Regions from separate parts of the Oryctolagus cuniculus genome. Here region 2 is linked to region 1. Evidence: chromatin contacts called from public Hi-C data. All regions are on one chromosome and are shown on one strand. The core of a region is the stretch at or near the end of the contact, and the rest is flanking DNA. Distances in the headings are between cores, read along the strand shown. Region 1 has its middle 110 kb from the start of COPS8. Region 2 has its middle 200 kb from the start of ACKR3.

Region 1 (2,700 bases), core at 189-2,688:
GGAGGGGCCCGGGGTCTGCCGTTGGCCCTGACCCTGGCCACCGTCTAAGGGATGCATTTAGGGGACTCCACGGAGGGCCTGAGCTGGGCAGTAATTTGCAGAGCGAGGCCGCGTCTCTGGTTCACCGCTGTCTCTCCTGGCGCCCTCACAACACTCGCAGGAAAAACCTCACTCCCCTCTCTGAAGGTGGCGGCCTCCGGGGGTGGCCTGTGCAGGAGCAGGGCTGCCAGCTGAGGGTCTGAGCCAGGAGCCGGGCCCCGGAAGGGACCCCCACAGCTGCGGGAGCTCCGGCCTGCCCGGGACTCCCTGTGCTCCTTCCTGGGCCAGAGCACGTGGCTGGGAGCAGCCCAGCCCAGGACAGGTGCTTGGCCTCGCACCCCGGGCTCTCCACCAGCAGGCAGGGCTGGAACGGGCCTCCCCTCGTGGGATCCGGACTTCGTCTGTTCTTAGCCAAACGGCCTTGTAAACAGGCAGGGCCAGGGCCCAGAAGGAAAACATGTCAGAACTTGGCGTGTGCCGGCCTGGCCTGCCGCACCCTGCGGGGAGCACAGGAGGTCAGACGGGGCTGGGCCAGAGCGTGTCCTCATGGTCAGAGCATGTGTCCTTGGTCCTGGGGCCGTGCACACTCGCAGCTGGGCGGGCCAGCGCGTGTGGACCGAACCCAGGGCCCTGGAGAAGGTGGACTCGGAGCCTGCTGGGTCCGGTGCATCCATGGTGACTCCGGGGTGCAGCTTAGGCCAAAGGGAAGCTGACCACTTCCGGGTCATCATTTCCCTCTTCCTGGGTGATCGCCCGCTGCAGGGTGGCTGAGCCCTGTGGCCCACGGCCACTCAGCTGCAGGCGGAGCTCCATCAGCAACTCAGTGTCTCCATCGCTTGGGTCAGCTCCATCTGCAGTCCCGAGACAGTTCCAGCTGTTTGCCTCTGCACTCCCTGGGATTCTACTCTCTCTGGGGGTCTTCACTGACATTGGACCTGTGCTTCCTCCTGCGGCTGCCCCCTCACCCTTCAACTCCTCCCCGCGCTCCTGACTCGCTGGCTTCCGTCCAGACGTCCTCGTCTGCCTACTCAGTCTCAGCCACCACCACTCAGGCTCCTGCTGCTGGAAGAACAGAAACGGACTCTGGCTAACTGAAGCGAAACAGAACAATATGGAGCATCTCGCAAGCTGGAAAGATGGCCAAGGGCCAAGCTGGTGGAGCAGGCTCTGGGGAGCAAGGACCAAGGGCAGCCCGCCCAGGGAGCAAGTCCCAGCTGATTTCCGGCCTTGAGCCTCTCCGCTTCACATTCGAATGCCCGAGGGAATCTGATTTATCTATGGCGAATCCTGATTCCACTCCTAGGACGTTGGATGTCTTTGGTGGTGCAAAGAGGAGATGGCAGGTCCCCAAAGGAAGCCCAAGGCAGGGGAGATGGATCCTCTGCAGGCAGAGGCACCCCCATCTGTGAGATACCTCTGGGGGTGGACATTTGGCCTAGGAGCTAAAACACCCCCTCCACATCAGAGGGCATGGGTTCGACACCCAGGTCCAGCTGCCTAATGCAGACCCAAGGGGGCAGCAGGTGATGCCTCAAATGACTGGGTTCCTGCCACCCACGCGGGAGACCTGGACTGGGTTCCCAGCTCTCAGCCTCAGCCTCATCGAGGGGCCATTGCTGGCGTTTGGAGAAAGAATGGGTTTGTGGAGCTCTGTCTGTCTCTGCATCTCCAAATAATTATTTTTAAAAAAAGCCCACCTCCAACAGGACACAGACTGGCAAGACAAAGTGCACCCCCAGCAGGCAAAGACACTTCTGCCCATAACCATGACCTCAGAGCCCTCTGTGGAATGTCACAGCTCGCAGCGATAGCCAACTTCCCCGGCGTCAGCCTCCCTAACCCTCATGGCAGAGGAACAAGGTGATGGATTGTGTTTATGGGAAGTGACCATGTGGTAATCTCGCAGCCACGCTCCAGCCATTGTTCCACAGGATGTGAGATAAGACCACACGCATCAGGAAGGGAGGGGCTCAGTGTGCAGTTAGAGCCGGGAGTGGGACCGAGGAGGGGCGGGGCTTCCAACTGGAATCCCACAGCTCAGCATCTCCCTCCAGGCCCAACCAGGCGCAGCCCAAGGCCAGCGCTGAGCTGGAGCCCAGCAGTGGGCAGCCCGGCTCAGGGAAGAGTGAGACGGGTAGTGGGTCCTGTCCTCCATCCCTGAGTGGCACTGCCCAGCCCCTGCCTTTAGACAGTCAGCGCATCTCCAGGGGTCTTCTTTGTTCATTTTCATACGGGAGCCAGTTTGAGTCTTGGCTGCTCCACTTCTGATCCAGCTCCCAGCTGATGGCCTGGGAAAGCAGCAGAGGATGGCCCCGGTGCTTGGGCCCCTGCACCCACGTGGGAAACCTGGAGGAAGCTCCTGGCTCCTGGCTTCCACGTGGCCCAGCCCCAGTCATGGTGGCCATTTGGGGAGTGAACCAGTGGATGGAAGACCTCTCTGTCTCTCTCTGTAATGCTGACTTTCAAATAAATAAATAAATCATTTTTTGAAAAGCAAAATGAAACGAGGCTGGTTAAGGCTCCGAGGTTAAGGGACTGCCCTGCCTTGACCTTCTCCAAAGGTCAAGGATGTGTACACGTCTGGATGTGTACACGGCTGTGCTCCTGAGCACCTGTCCCAGTGCACGCTGTGTGTGTGTGCAAGTGAGTATGTGAATGTGT
Region 2 (2,700 bases), core at 159-2,658, 100 kb before region 1:
CCTGTGTTGATGCTAACGAGGTGGGGCCTTGCTTTCTTGGGACAAAAGGGTGGGGACTGATGGCCTCTCTGCCTGACCTCTGGGGAGCAGAGGTGAGCTGCAGACTGGAGACGGAGTTGTAGTATGTGGCCGTCCATTCACTAAAGCCCCAAGTAAGAGCTCTGGACACAGGACCCAAGAACACTGCCTGGCTGGTGACCATGTCCGCATGCTAAGAGTGTGGGGGTCTGGGGGCCACAGGGAGGAGCCGAGGCAGCTCTGTCACCCGCCCCAACCCAGTACCTCGCCCTTGTCTCCTCCCCTGACTGGTAACTTCAGAATACAGCTGCAGAGGCCGGCATTGCGCGCCGTGGGTGACACCACGGCTGGAAGCTGGCATTCCGTATCAGAGTAAGCACAGGTTCAAGTCCTGGTTACTCGGGCTCCTGACCCACATCAAGTGGCATGTGGACCTGGCTCAGCCCTGGCTGTGGAGGGCCTCTAGCAAGTGAACCAATGGGTGGAAGATCTCTCTCTCTCTGTCCGCTCTGCCTCTCAAGTAGATGAAATAAAATAAATATTAAGAGAACAACTGTAGGAGCCAGCGTAATGGCGTAACAGATTAAGCTGCCTGTGACTCTAGCATCCCATATGGGCACCAGTTCGAGTCCCAGCTGCTCCTCTTCTGATCCTGCTCTCTGCTGTGGCCAGGGAGGGCAGTGGAGGATGGCCCAAGTCCTTGGGCCCCTGCACCCACGTGGGAGACCTGGAATTAGCTCCTGGCTCCTGGCTTCAGACTGGCCCAGCTCCCGCCGTGGCAGCCATTTGAGAAGTGAACCAGCCAATGGACGATCTCGCTCTCTGTATCTCCTCCTCTTCCTCTATAATCTGCCCTTCAAATAAATAAACAAATCTTACAAGATGCTGTGATTGTAAGCACGGCACTTTCTCAAGCCCCGAATTATTCTAGAGAATTAGCAAACCTGAGGCGGGGCCGTGCGAACCGTCTTCCTCCCTCTTCTGTCCCCACGGCCAGGCACTTGGTCAAGAGCAGAAGTTGGTTTGGGCCATGGTTCTGGAGGCCGGAGAGTCCGCGAGCAGGGCCTGGTGCTGCATCTGACACGGCTGTGACACGGGGAGAGCATCCGTGAGCTCGCACGCCCCTCCTCTTGGAGAGGGGGCGCTGCCCTGGGGCTCGGACCGCATCCAGTCCCCACCCCTCCAAACGCAAGGGCCTTCAAAAAGTTCATGGCAAACCGTGTCGAGAGAGAAGCTTGCTCTGGGCCAGCCAGGTGCGAATTCCCCGCATAACTCTCTCGGAGTGTGCCTTTTCCAGAAATATCTTCAAACTGTTAACGTCTGGTTTGGGGGGAGTAAACGTCTAACACGTGAGTGTTGGAGACCACAGGGAAAGGTTTCAGGCAATGGAGAATCCGAGATTGTCAGCCAGAGTAGACGTGGGGGTCGTGGGGACCCCTGTGGCAGATGGTCCCTAAGGAAGGAACCATGGGGACCTCACCCTCTAGTTTGTGGGTTCTGGTCCTGACTCAGGATGGAAGCCCTCGGCCCCGGTGGGTGGGCCCTGTGCTGATGTGGGGGAGCTGGTGTCGGGCCTGGCTTGGAGGCCCCGCGGTCCAGTTGGTGTCAGAGGACGGGCTTGGGAAGTGCAGACATTTTTAATTCCCTGGAATGCTAATAAAAATGCAGATCCCAGATGTTGTGGATCAGATAATCCAGCGTCTTTCTCCAGGGAGCACCTTAGCGATGCTTACGTGTGCGGAAATCTGGGAACCACGCTTGTAAAAGTCAAACCAGGACAAGCAACGGAGCGTGAATCACTCGGACCTTGTCACAAACACGCCGTGCGCGGCCTGTGTCTCCCGGAGCTCCCTGGAATGCGTTCTTGGCCGGGGCCGGGGCCTGGGCGAGCTGGCTACCCAGCATCGCACGCTGCTTTTTCCACTGCGTGTTATCTCAGAAATATTTCTCCTGTCATGATATCCTCTTTGAAAACGAGTAATCACTTTTGCAAACCAATGTGTTTCCTCCATCATTGTGTCTCATGGAGGGCCACTCATAACATTATCAGGTTGTCATTGTTATTAATTACACATTGTGACGAAAGTGCTTTCCTCCGAAACGCTTAGTCTTTGTTTTCATCACCTTAGGAGTCCCAGAACTGAGACGGCCTTGGTCTGTCCCCACAGATGCTCCAGAACCCGGGCTGAGTGCTCTCCGCTGGTTTCCTAAGAGACCACATTTCCATACCTTTTCTGGCCATAATGTTTATTTTTTTAAACTTTGTTAACTTGATAGGTCAAAATGGTATGCAATTATTTCAATTGTATTTATCCCAGCCCTAATGCTGCAGGAAATTTTCTCAAGTATTTGTTTATTAATTGCATTTCCGTTTCTGAGAGCTGGGTTCATGACCCCGGCTCTAGGGCCTGCAAGGGCTTCGGAAGAAAACATCAATGGAAAAACATCGGCATTTTGCTATGAAATTAAGCTTCTGCCTGCATATCGGCTGCAACTGATTTTTAATCCATTTTCTATGATATCGGGTTCCATGCACTGGAATTTAAAATGATTATCTGACCCAAATGTGGTGACTTTTTCCCTGCTAATTTATCCCGTTGCTTTGAAATTCAGCAGGCTCGTCCTCCCACAGGGATTTGATGCTTACTTACTGTTTCCTTAGTCTTGCTATTTTTTTTAAGA

What was found. A called contact is a pair of places that touch in the nucleus more often than the background predicts.
Region 2: a contact with region 1 is called in a Hi-C map of an unstated tissue, with 3 times the contacts expected there. The contact joins two enhancer-like sites. A contact is called at or near these places in 2 of 6 Hi-C or Micro-C datasets (skin fibroblasts and an unstated tissue).

What each region holds. Positions count from the first base shown.
Region 1 is chr3:3,194,154-3,196,853 of mOryCun1.1, reverse strand. No RefSeq gene overlaps it. Among named protein-coding and RNA genes, the nearest start is that of COPS8, 110 kb to the right of the region's middle. Within about 2 kb of position 1,438, at least 2 of the 8 cell types and tissues checked have an H3K27ac peak or open chromatin away from gene starts, as enhancers often do.
Region 2 is chr3:3,297,224-3,299,923 of mOryCun1.1, reverse strand. No RefSeq gene overlaps it. Among named protein-coding and RNA genes, the nearest start is that of ACKR3, 200 kb to the left of the region's middle. Within about 2 kb of position 1,408, at least 2 of the 8 cell types and tissues checked have an H3K27ac peak or open chromatin away from gene starts, as enhancers often do.